Linked DNA regions of Mus musculus: regions 1 and 2 are each linked to region 3. The links are chromatin contacts, called in public Hi-C maps. All regions are on one chromosome and are shown on one strand. The core of a region is the stretch at or near the end of the contact, and the rest is flanking DNA. Distances in the headings are between cores, read along the strand shown.

The links. Hi-C and Micro-C count contacts between places; a contact is called where the count stands out from the background.
Region 1: a contact with region 3 is called in a Hi-C map of adipose-derived mesenchymal stem cells, with 2.5 times the contacts expected there. The contact joins two enhancer-like sites. A contact is called at or near these places in 1 of 15 datasets of contacts at CTCF or cohesin (the NIH/3T3 cell line), 2 of 484 Hi-C or Micro-C datasets (adipose-derived mesenchymal stem cells and bone marrow-derived macrophages) and 4 of 115 datasets of contacts at active chromatin or transcription factors (SST interneurons, embryonic basal ganglia, fibro-adipogenic progenitors and 1 more).
Region 2: a contact with region 3 is called in a Hi-C map of bone marrow-derived macrophages, with 26 read pairs. The contact joins two enhancer-like sites. A contact is called at or near these places in 2 of 484 Hi-C or Micro-C datasets (bone marrow-derived macrophages and peritoneal macrophages) and 1 of 115 datasets of contacts at active chromatin or transcription factors (the NIH/3T3 cell line).

What each region holds. Positions count from the first base shown.
Region 1 is chr13:110,632,206-110,635,633 of GRCm38.p6, reverse strand. The region is part of intron 4 of Gm33045 (predicted gene, 33045); the gene reads right to left. Among named protein-coding and RNA genes, the nearest start is that of Gm33045, 6.7 kb to the right of the region's middle. Within about 2 kb of position 2,168, at least 24 of the 459 cell types and tissues checked have an H3K27ac peak or open chromatin away from gene starts, as enhancers often do. A contact at or near this core is called in adipose-derived mesenchymal stem cells, where this site is marked.
Region 2 is chr13:110,597,953-110,601,733 of GRCm38.p6, reverse strand. No RefSeq gene overlaps it. Among named protein-coding and RNA genes, the nearest start is that of Gm33045, 27 kb to the left of the region's middle. Within about 2 kb of position 1,558, at least 34 of the 459 cell types and tissues checked have an H3K27ac peak or open chromatin away from gene starts, as enhancers often do. A contact at or near this core is called in bone marrow-derived macrophages, where this site is marked.
Region 3 is chr13:110,940,267-110,943,693 of GRCm38.p6, reverse strand. No RefSeq gene overlaps it. Among named protein-coding and RNA genes, the nearest start is that of 4930526H09Rik, 38 kb to the right of the region's middle. Within about 2 kb of position 1,918, at least 33 of the 459 cell types and tissues checked have an H3K27ac peak or open chromatin away from gene starts, as enhancers often do. A contact at or near this core is called in adipose-derived mesenchymal stem cells and bone marrow-derived macrophages, where this site is marked.

The DNA.
Region 1 (3,428 bases), core at 919-3,418, 310 kb after region 3:
TTTCATCTTCATGGCTAAAATACCCAAACCTATGTAGAATTCTAGGATGAGAGTAATTTTCTTTGTAGTGAGTTAAAGATCCCACTGTCAATCTGACTTTCATTGTACAACTTATAGAACAAACCAAATGCTTCACTGTGTAAGAAAGTTCTTGAAGTTTAAGTAGGAGAGCAACAGTTTAAATGTAGAATACAAGTGTGGGCTGTCTGCATCAATGAAAGGCATTTGTATTTGTGTCTACTGCTGCTATGTCCAATACAGCAAATATGGACAGATTAAAGCAACTCAAATGCATTATTTTACAATTCTACCGTGAATTATTTGTTCAGTACACTCTTATTGAATAGAAACCAAATTATGCTAGTTTCATCATGAATGGAAGCAATTTCTTTTTCTTTTTAGTTCTACAGGCTGCTTGCATTCATTGACTCGAGAACCTTTCCTTCTTCGGTCAGCCATCTTAATTTGCCATCTAGCTGGTTCTCCCTGCATGCATTCTTCTTTGACACTCCAGGACCCCGTGACTCTGTGGAGTCTCACCAGATAGTCTAGTACAGACTCCTTAATTTAGGTCAATGAATTGACAAAGTTAATTTCATCTCCAACCTTCAAGTTTAAATTGTATCATTTGTAATATCCAAGGGTGTTACCTCTGGAAGTACAATAGAACCAAAGATTTAGAGGAGGTTGCTGAGAAACTAAACCTGAATACCTATCCATGGAGTCTCTACAAAGGAGCTTTTGGATGTCCTTACTCACTTGGTGAAGAAATTTATTTAAATGAGATTCCTTTAGTGGAATTCTAAACAGGTCACATCACAGACTGAATGCTTCTACTAGACATAGCTACTATGTCCACTTGGAATGTCTACATTTTAACCTCCCCTAACGGAATTCTACATTTAATTTTAAAATTAGCTTAAATTCTTCTTGGCCCAGGGAGTGGTACTTTTAGGAGGTGTGGCCTTGTTAGAATAGATGTGGCCTTTTAGGAAGAAGTGTGTCACTTTGGACATAGGCTTTGAGACCCTTCTCCTAACACCCTGAAAGCCAGTCTTCTGGAGGCCTTCTAATCCAGATACAGAACTCACAGCTCCTTGTGCACCATGTCTGCCTGGATGATGCCATGTTTCCTGCTCCGATGATAATGGACTGAACCTCTGAACCTGTAACCAGACACAATTAAATGCTGTTTTTGTAAGACTGGCCTTCCTTGTTCATGGTGTTTGTTCACAACAGTAAAAAATCAAACTAAGCCAACTCTGAAACATTTTTTATTTTAGCTCCAAAGGGTTCTCTCTTTTTCAAATGTATATCAGATATACACACCATCTTCATCTTCATCATTACTGATTTTACTTATAGCTACTCTATCCCATCCCTTCACACCATTTAGTCATAATTACCATGGTCTTCAGTAATACTTTCCCTGCTCAGTGAGTGTCATTTTCCTTCCCACTCATTTTCATTCCCACTTTGTCTCAGAGGAGTTATCAGCATTCCCAGTTTTCAGATGATGAAATGTGAAATCAAGAGATGAAATTTGGGATTCTGACTCAATCAGCCTGAAAGTGGGAGAGTAAAGTTGAATTCCAAATCTGTCTGACATAAGGCCGATGTTTGTGGACTATTTTTTTTAATATCTCTCCAGAGGACAGCTCATCATTGAATTATAAGCCCCTCTAAAAAGAAGACTGTCTCATCATTTTTCTGAAATCCCCAGGGCAACCCCCACAGAGTTAACCATATGGCAGGGGCCCTGTACACTCATGGGAGGGTCACAAATGTGGGCTGCAAGCAGAAGGGTGCCATTAACACTGTCGATTGCTTCAGCTCTGATTTCTTTTGCTAATGAAGAGATAATGCATCAAGTTAAAGAGGTTCAACCCTTCAAAGGGTTTTTATTGTGTGCCTGTAAAGGATGCTTGGTAGCGTAGGAGAAATGTGGGAATCCCCTTTTCAATTTTTGGAAAGATGACAATATGGCCTCAGCTGGGAAGTCAGCTAGCAAAAACATTGTAGCCAGGAGACTATCAGTTCTTCTAACCACAGAATTTACATAGTTTTGTCATCCAAACAGTTGTCACTAAAACAATCCCAAATAACACCACTCAAAGGAGTGGTGGTGGTGATGTGTTGCTCTCCATGGGCAGGCTTCCTGCTCCCAGAGAGCCCTTTAGGGAAGTTAAGAGCCATTCACAGAGCCCCACCCCAAGATGAAATTCCAGAGCACTTACACTTGTGCCTAATGATAATAATTACGGACCGAAAGGGCTCTTCAATGCTGACAGATGATGCATTTTATTAGCTATGCAGCAAGGTACCATTTCTTTTACCAGAAAGAACATCTCCTAGCTTGAATTACCCAGAGTCTGTTTCTGACCCAGGGGAATATAGATGAAGCTTATCACTTAGATAGTCATGGGCTTCTGTGTTTTCTAAGCCCTCCTTGCGTCTGTGCAGACTGTGGAAGAGGAGCACGTTCATGGGGGTTTTGAATAGCTACTACTACATAAGGTGAGCCATCCGTGTTTGGGCTTGAAGCAGATGAAATGGCATGGAGGGAAAGGGCTGTTACTCTCAAGTAGGCCTCCAGCCAAGATAAGGCTACAGAAACTGGCACAATGAGCAGAGGCACCTGGGGAGGCTTACTGCTCCTGCTTATACATCTTGCTTTGTTTCTGTCCACAGTTCCCAGCCCAGAGCAGGTGTTTGTGGGTTGGATAACCAAGTCTTTCAGCTCACTGGCCCTGGGTTCTCGTTCAGAGCAGACACACTGCTCATGGCAGAATTAAACAGAGCTTTAAAGTTGACACAGCCTTTAGAGTAGCTATTAGTAAACTCCAGTCTTTACCCATATCACTGTATTCATGTGCTCCCTTGAGTCCAGCACTCTGGGTGAAGAATTGAAATTATCATGCACCATGCCCTCAGTACTCTGCTCTAGCTAGATTGCCAGTTAGGACCTCAAGCTTTCCAACCCACATAGCTTCACACGTTGTGCCAGACAAGGAAAGGGTGACTAAAATGGTCATCACTCATCATTGAGACAGGCAGGGCCTGGGAGCCATCTCTCTCGTTGCTTCATTTCCATACATGTCCTATGCAAAAGCAGTGCCTTCTGTTGGCTCCCTTAAGTCACATGACAAATATTTTCTGAGGAAACCATCAGTGAAAAGACCTAGAAACACTGGAATTCTGATTCAAGTCCCTCCACAGTGGGGTCAATTGCTAATGTACAATGTACATCTGATTCTCCATACTGGCTCCGTACTGGCCGAACCACCATTGATAAATATGACACCCCAAATTCTGATCCTGTCAGCACAAGATCTCAGAAGTCGATTTGAACAAACTATAGAATTTTTCAGTTAAGTGGGCATTGGTAGCAAATAATCCCCTCACTGGGATGGTTTGTTTCTTGTTTG
Region 2 (3,781 bases), core at 309-2,808, 340 kb after region 3:
TTCTTTCTTCTTTATTTGCCTATTCAGAACTTGGCTTGTCTGCTAGGTAAACAAATCTCAGGTTAAAGGTGACTGAAGTTCAGCTTAGCATTTTCTCCTTCATGCACATTTTAGTTTTCCTGTCTGTGCCTGAGACTGTGCCAAGTAACTGATTGTCACATAAACGACAGTGGCTCCATACACAAGCCATGAGTCATACCGGGATTAACTGGACTTACCCGCGACCTAAAGCATACTGACGCAACTCTAGAACTATTTCACACATGCTAGCACTTCAGGGAATTCCATGGCTTATTAATAATTTATAAGACTACTAAAATGTAGATATTGACTGACATAATTCTGTCTTCTAAAGTAAGATATATATATATATATATATATACACACACACACACACACACAAACACACACACACATATATATGTATATATAAACCTGGCTCGGCAGAGTCTTTAGTGTACGTTATATAATTGGAAATTACTAAATAAGCAGATTATGAGCCCCTTTTCTGCATCAAATCCTACACTCATCTCCCCTACCCACAATGTATGTATCTAATACACACACACACACACACACACACACACACACACACACACACACTCACATACACACACACACACATACACACACACACATACACACACACATTAATGCACACATGCACAAGTGCCCCCACACATATGCATATACATGTGCACGAGAGTACATATGTCTCAGTGTGTGTGTGTGTGTGTGTGTGTGTGTGTGAACTCCATTTATCTGAAGATCTCTACCCAAAGCATTCCAAAATGAGATTCTGGAGCCTTTCTTTTTTATTTTTAATTTATTCTAAGCCTTCTTTCTGATCATTGGCTGAGCCATGATTCACTCTCAGACCTGCCTGTCTCCAGAACCCAATGTTTCATCTTCCACATTCGAGTGTGTTCTACTAAAATTGTGCTGGATCAGTGCTACTCAAAGCTGCCAGTTCATAAACTGTTAGCGATCCCCCAGGAGATAAAAGAATGTCTTCCAGAATATAAATGAACACCTTACTTCCTTTAAGGGAAAGTAATGTTATTATTAAAAAATAAAATCGTGCCAGTTGTAGTTGGCTCCTATTCTGTCGAGTGTCTAATTACTTTGCTTCAGGCCAGCTGCACATTGGTAAGAGACACAAGTCCAGTGCACACATGACTGGCGGTGCACTGAGTCATCCTACGACTGCCAAATTCACCTGACTAGGCTGTCCCAAGGAAGCTGTGAACGAAGATGCCAAGAGCCCATAAACACATCACAGCCGACAAATGTCACTGAGGAAGAAGCAAGTTTGAGTGCATTTGAAAATTTTGAATCGGATTGCTTGAGTCTTCGCTTCTCTCATCTAAAACTTGAATTCCAGTGAGAATGGCAATCACCCTAGCAAGAACAAATGCGTGGAGTATGTGGAGAAAAGAGAGAACCCTAATACATTTTCAATGGGAATGAAAGTATTAGTCCATTCACTGTGGGAATGAGTATGTAGGTTCCTTAAAACACTAAAAATAGAACCATTGTATGATACAGCTAGACTACTCGTGCATGTATGACTCAAGGAGTCAGAGGCCACGTACACTAAAGACTCCGCCGAGCCAGGTTTCTAACAGCACAATCGCAGCAGCTAGGTCTGGGTGTCCCTCGGTAGCTGAATGGATAAAGACAACGTAGCGTATATACACAGTGGTATATTATGCAGTTGCAAAGAAAAAATGAAATCACTTTGTTTCTATAAAAAATGTGTGGTTCTATCTCCAGGCTAAGCCTTATTCCAAAAATCCAGAGATCACACATTTTCTCCCATTTGTAGAATCTCCATTTGGAAACCAGACAGGAAGGTAAAAGGTGACTGGCCTGCATCCATTCTGCTGCTCTGAGGAAACTCTGAGCAAAAGCAGCTTAGGAAGGAAAGATTGGGGTTTTTGTTTTGTTTTGTTTCGTTTCTGTGTTTGTGTTTTTTGCTTACACCCCCAGATCACAATGTATCAGTGAGGAAAGTCATGGCAGGAGCTGTAAACAGAAGCCTTGATGGAATGCTGAGGGTGGGCTGCCTTTTGGCTCAATGCCAGACTCAGTCTCAGGTGGCTTTCTTATGCAGGCCAGACTTGCTTCCTTAGAGAAGTAGTAAGAGAGACCAGAGAGGCTAATGATAGGTAAATATTGTCAGCATAGTTTGTGCATATCTATGAAAATGTCACCTTGGGAGCCATTATTTTGTAATTACACCAATACAGGAATTGAAGTAAATTCACCATACTAGAATTCCTGCTCAGGGGGCGGGACTTCGATGTGGTCATGGAAATGTGTTTTCCATATATACTAATTTTTTAACTCATAAGTAGGGCTTCTTTAACTAGCCTTTAAAAATACTGTCTTTAATTGATAGTAAAGTATGCTATATGTTCATATCATACTCTAAAATATGATAATTTATTTTCACTTTCTTTTGGATGAAAATTGGAACTCACCCTGGAGTTGGGGGAGGGGGTGTAGTACAATTCACGATTTTTTACTGTTTAGTAAACTGAAGTTCTGTGAGCTAGCAGACTAGATGCATGGACTTAGAGCTTCAGGCCTTGGTTAAATCTTGGCTCTACACCTTGCTGAATTAGTGTGATGTGTAGTGAGTTATTCAATGTCTTTTGCTTAGTTTCCCCTTCGGTGACATGATGGTGTTATAGCACAATTCTAGGGGTTTTTGATGATCGAGTTAAATTATAGAAGATGGTTTGGACACCCATCAGAACATGGAAATGACATGCATGTCAGAAGTGACATACAGATTTCTAGACTGTGTTTAGTATCCATATTACATAAGGGTCCCTATGACCTCTTGCCTCTCCCTGCAAATGGTGTCAACAGGGCGTTGGGCTGGAGAGAAAACAGTGCTCTTGCAGAAGCATGTTCTTGCATGTTTTTGCATGTGTGGTCACTGATACATTTTACATACAAAGGATCTGATACGTTCTCTGTAATTAACAATTTAGAGGATAACCATGCTCTTGGAGGCGATTGATTTAGTAAGTCATGAGATCCAGCGCCATGGGAAGACTGTGCAAGAAACCTATTTATTCCTCTTTATGCAAAAGGAAGTGAGAGCCAAGAAGTCACAGCGTGCATCGAGCGGGCAGAGGCTGGTGATAGGGATCAAGGGTGAGTTTCAGACATGACTTAGCATTGCCCTGTGTGGAATGACACAGGAATGTGCTGACTCCTGTCAGGTAAGCTGGTACTCAGCCTGGGCTCTCACAGCAAGCCGAAGAACGGAAGTAAAAGCTAAAAGCTGGAGACACCTAAGCGGTGCTGACTGCTTTCCTCTGGGCACGAAGGACAGGTTCTAATAAACTAAAGGTAGAGAAATGCTACATTAACAGATAGCTTCTTTGGTTTTCCATAGTCTTGTGCAAAGCTTTCTTCACCCCCTTCTTTCAACTCCCTTAATTTTTCTATTTAGTCCATTGCTTAAATTCTTCTAAGCACTTTTACTTTAAAAGCAACATACAGATTTCCTCTCCTCTAATATGCATCTAAAATAAATATGTCAGAACCCTTGTGTGGAATCACACGAAACATGACACTCCAAATGTCAGAACCATTGAACACCTGGAGTCTTCATACTCTCACTCATATTGCTGGATCTTTCTTGGTACTTTGAGTGAGGGACGGCCACCTCAGTGGACAAGGCTTACCAGTGGCCGCCCAAGATTATTATCTCAACGAAGGAGGGAAAGGAAAATAGGAATTTTGTTTCCAGAAATTTAAT
Region 3 (3,427 bases), core at 669-3,168:
TGAATGAACCCATGAAAAACAATTTTGTGTCATCTACCGGGATTCTTTTTGACATGATCTCTAGAGTACTGGAGAAAAGAAACTGAAACACACAAGTTTAAGGAGACCTAGAGAGGGAGGAATCACTGCTAATTATACACAAAGCTGCGCCTCCCCCACAACCCAGCACTGCTTTTCAAGTGAGAGAAGAGACCATGGGTTTTTATGATCTCTAATTTCCTTCCAAGTTTAACAGTCAGCCTGAAATCCAGAGTTCTCATAAGATGAAGGATCTGTGTGAATGACTATCAAGGGAAACATGATGATCAAGACAGATGGGGTGGGGGAGATGGAGTTCTGTTCGATAATGTCACTGCTCCTCTGTAAGAAGGGAAGTCCCCTTTCTGTGCCAATGTGACTTGAAGTCACTAACCATGATCAGGTATGCCAGAAATAGTTTTCTAAAACTATCATGAAGTTGAGATCTGACCCCACAGCAGGAGTATGGGTTCAGGAAGGCAAGCTTGTAAATATTTTTGTCAAATCCTTGTGTCTTCTTGTGAGTCAAAAGGGTAACATTAATGATTCAGCAAGATTGCTCAATTTGGAGGCCTTAATGTAAGCTTCGAACACTTGAGAGGATGGAGCATAGGGAGGAAGTGTTGCCACCTCGGATGAGTCTTGAGTTATTTATAAATATTGTGTCAATTAATTTTAAATTGGCCATATTTAATTTGGGGCTGAAAATAGACCGGACTTCCTCCTTAGATTGCTCATATGATTCCAAAGAGTTCAGAAGGATTTTTAAAATATTTTTTCCTTTGTAACTCCTGTCTATTAGTTGTATCAAACAGTGAGACTCATCATGACATTGACACATGTATGATATTTATCTTATTATATTCATACTTCCACTACTATCTTTTCTTCCTCAAATAATATTTTCCTTTTCTCCATGAAATAACATTTTATTAATTTTTTTTGTTTTTTGTTTTTTTGAGACAGGGTCTCTCTGTGTAGCCCTGGCTGTCCTGGAACTCACTTTGTAGACCAGGCTGGCCTCGAACTCAGAAATCTGCCTGCCTCTGCCTCCTGAGTGTTGGGATTAAAGGTGTGCGCCATCACACCTAATTATGTGAGAATTTTGTACACTATATTTGGCCAACTCTTCACAGATCCACCCAATTTCATCAACTCTCCTCTCTCTCTTTAACTCATTGAGTCTATTTTGCTTTGTCCACATATCCTTGGGGCTGTCCTGGAACATGGTCCATCTAATCGGGGTCATTGTCTTAACTCTACTTTATTGGGGTATTAAGATATTTTTCGTGTATTGATTATTAGTGAAACATTGAAAAATACCTTTTGATCCTTGACGGCAAGCCAAAGACTTTTAGATGTTTACCTTAAGAAACTTATTTTTTGTATTTCTTTTTCTTTATTAGATATTTTCTTCATTTACATTTCAAATGCTACCCCCTTTCCTAGTTTCCTCTTTGAAAGTCCCCTATACCCTCCCCCTGCCCTGCTACCCAACCCACTCACTCCCCCTTCCTAGCCCTGGCATTCCCCTGTACTGGGGCATATGATCTTTGCAAGACCAAGGGCCTCTCCTCCCATTGATAGCCACCTAGGCCATCCTCTGCTACATATGCAACTAGAGTCACAAGCTCTAGGGGTACTGGTTAGTTCATATTGTTGTTCCTCCTATTGAGTTGCAGACCCCTTTAGCTCCTTGGGTACTTTCAACTTGAGCTTTACAAGTTATTTCTTATTTGTGATAGTGGTCATAAGCATACAAGTGGACTACTGAGGAAAAGGATTACTAAGTCTGGATGAATCACTGCCACCCATGACTTGAACTCTATGACTTCTCCCTCTCTGAGGTCAAGAGATCCTGCAGAGAGGAGGCTCATGCTTAAAATAGCTCTAGGGAGGCAAGCTGGTGACTGATGGAGCCTTACGTCTGCTTTATTTTTAGCTTGCCCTTTATGCTGTGTCAGTAGTAATCACTGGGACAGACAGATGTGATATTAATGACATATTACATTTTGGTAAGTGAAATTTGGCCAAAAGAAAACTAGATTTAAGGTGGCCAATGATGTATTGGATAGTTTAAACTACTCAGAAGGAGGGATGTTTAATGCTCCTATCACACAGCCACAATAAAGAGAGCAGGTACACTAATCATTTCAAATGGTGTACGTGTGTGTGTTTGTGTGTGTGTAATGTTCACATATCACATTGTTTCACATAAATATGTACAATCATGTGACAATTAGAAATAAGAAAAAAAAAACAGTGGATGAATATATAACTGGTTAAAGCACAAAAAATACCAGGTAATGGTGACAAGAAATGGACTTTCCTTTCAATTATGTTACATGGAGAAAATTACTCAAGATATGTAAATTTCAGGCTCTCTATAATTTAAAAAGGCTAATATAAATAAGATATGGAGGACAAAAATGTATTTAACTTGGTTAAATGTAGTATTCTTGTTGTCTGTTTGCTTGTTTACTTTTAAATTATTGGCAGGAGTTGGAAAGTCAAAAGGGGTTTCTGAAGGGAATAGGAGGGCTATGTTTAGTTGACAAAGTTTGTTCTCAAATTCACATAGATTTACAGACACAGAAGCTTCCTGGTAATAGTTAAACTCTATTAAAAAAAATCTATTTTAAGACTTGCTTACATGTCATTCTCCATGCTTACTACAATTAATAGTTTTAACACACACACACACACACACACACACACACACACACACAGAGAGAGAGAGAGAGAGAGAGACAGAGAGAGACAGAGAGAGACAGAGAGAGACAGAGAGACAGAGAGACAGACAGAGACAGACAGAGACAGAGACAGAGACAGAGAGAGGTGGGGAAGAAGGAGAGAGGGAGAGAGAGAGAGGGAGGGGAAGGGGGAGGGGGAGGGGGAGGGGGAGGGAGAGAGAGAATGAGAATGAATTACCTCTGTGTGGCAAGAGTAACTAAGATTCACTGTTTGGAGCATCCTCTGTAGACTAACCAAAACTATGTGAACACTTAACTCTTAGTGCAGTGTTCTAAAGCAGGCCTTTTAGTATCTCATACTTAGAGAATAATTTCAGAGAAAAGAAAGATATGAAGTTCAAATCCTGGTAGCAAGATTCAGTCTCACAGAACTGACTTTAGATGTACCACGGGGGTGGGGGGTGGGCAGGGAACTTGTAGTTTCTATCTTAATGCTGTGGTGTGGTCAGTCTTGTCTCAGTTTTATGGTGAAGTGATAGGCAGGGCTGCTGTGAAGAACTTGGCAGTGTTCAGTTCTCAGCTATAAACTTGTGAGCAATATCATTCTCTCTACCCCCCAGGGAACGTTATAGACGAAGGGGCTGGGGGATGCTGTGAAACCCTGCCAGCAGATATTACCTGGCTATTGCAATCATGAACATGAAGTAGCTACGGTC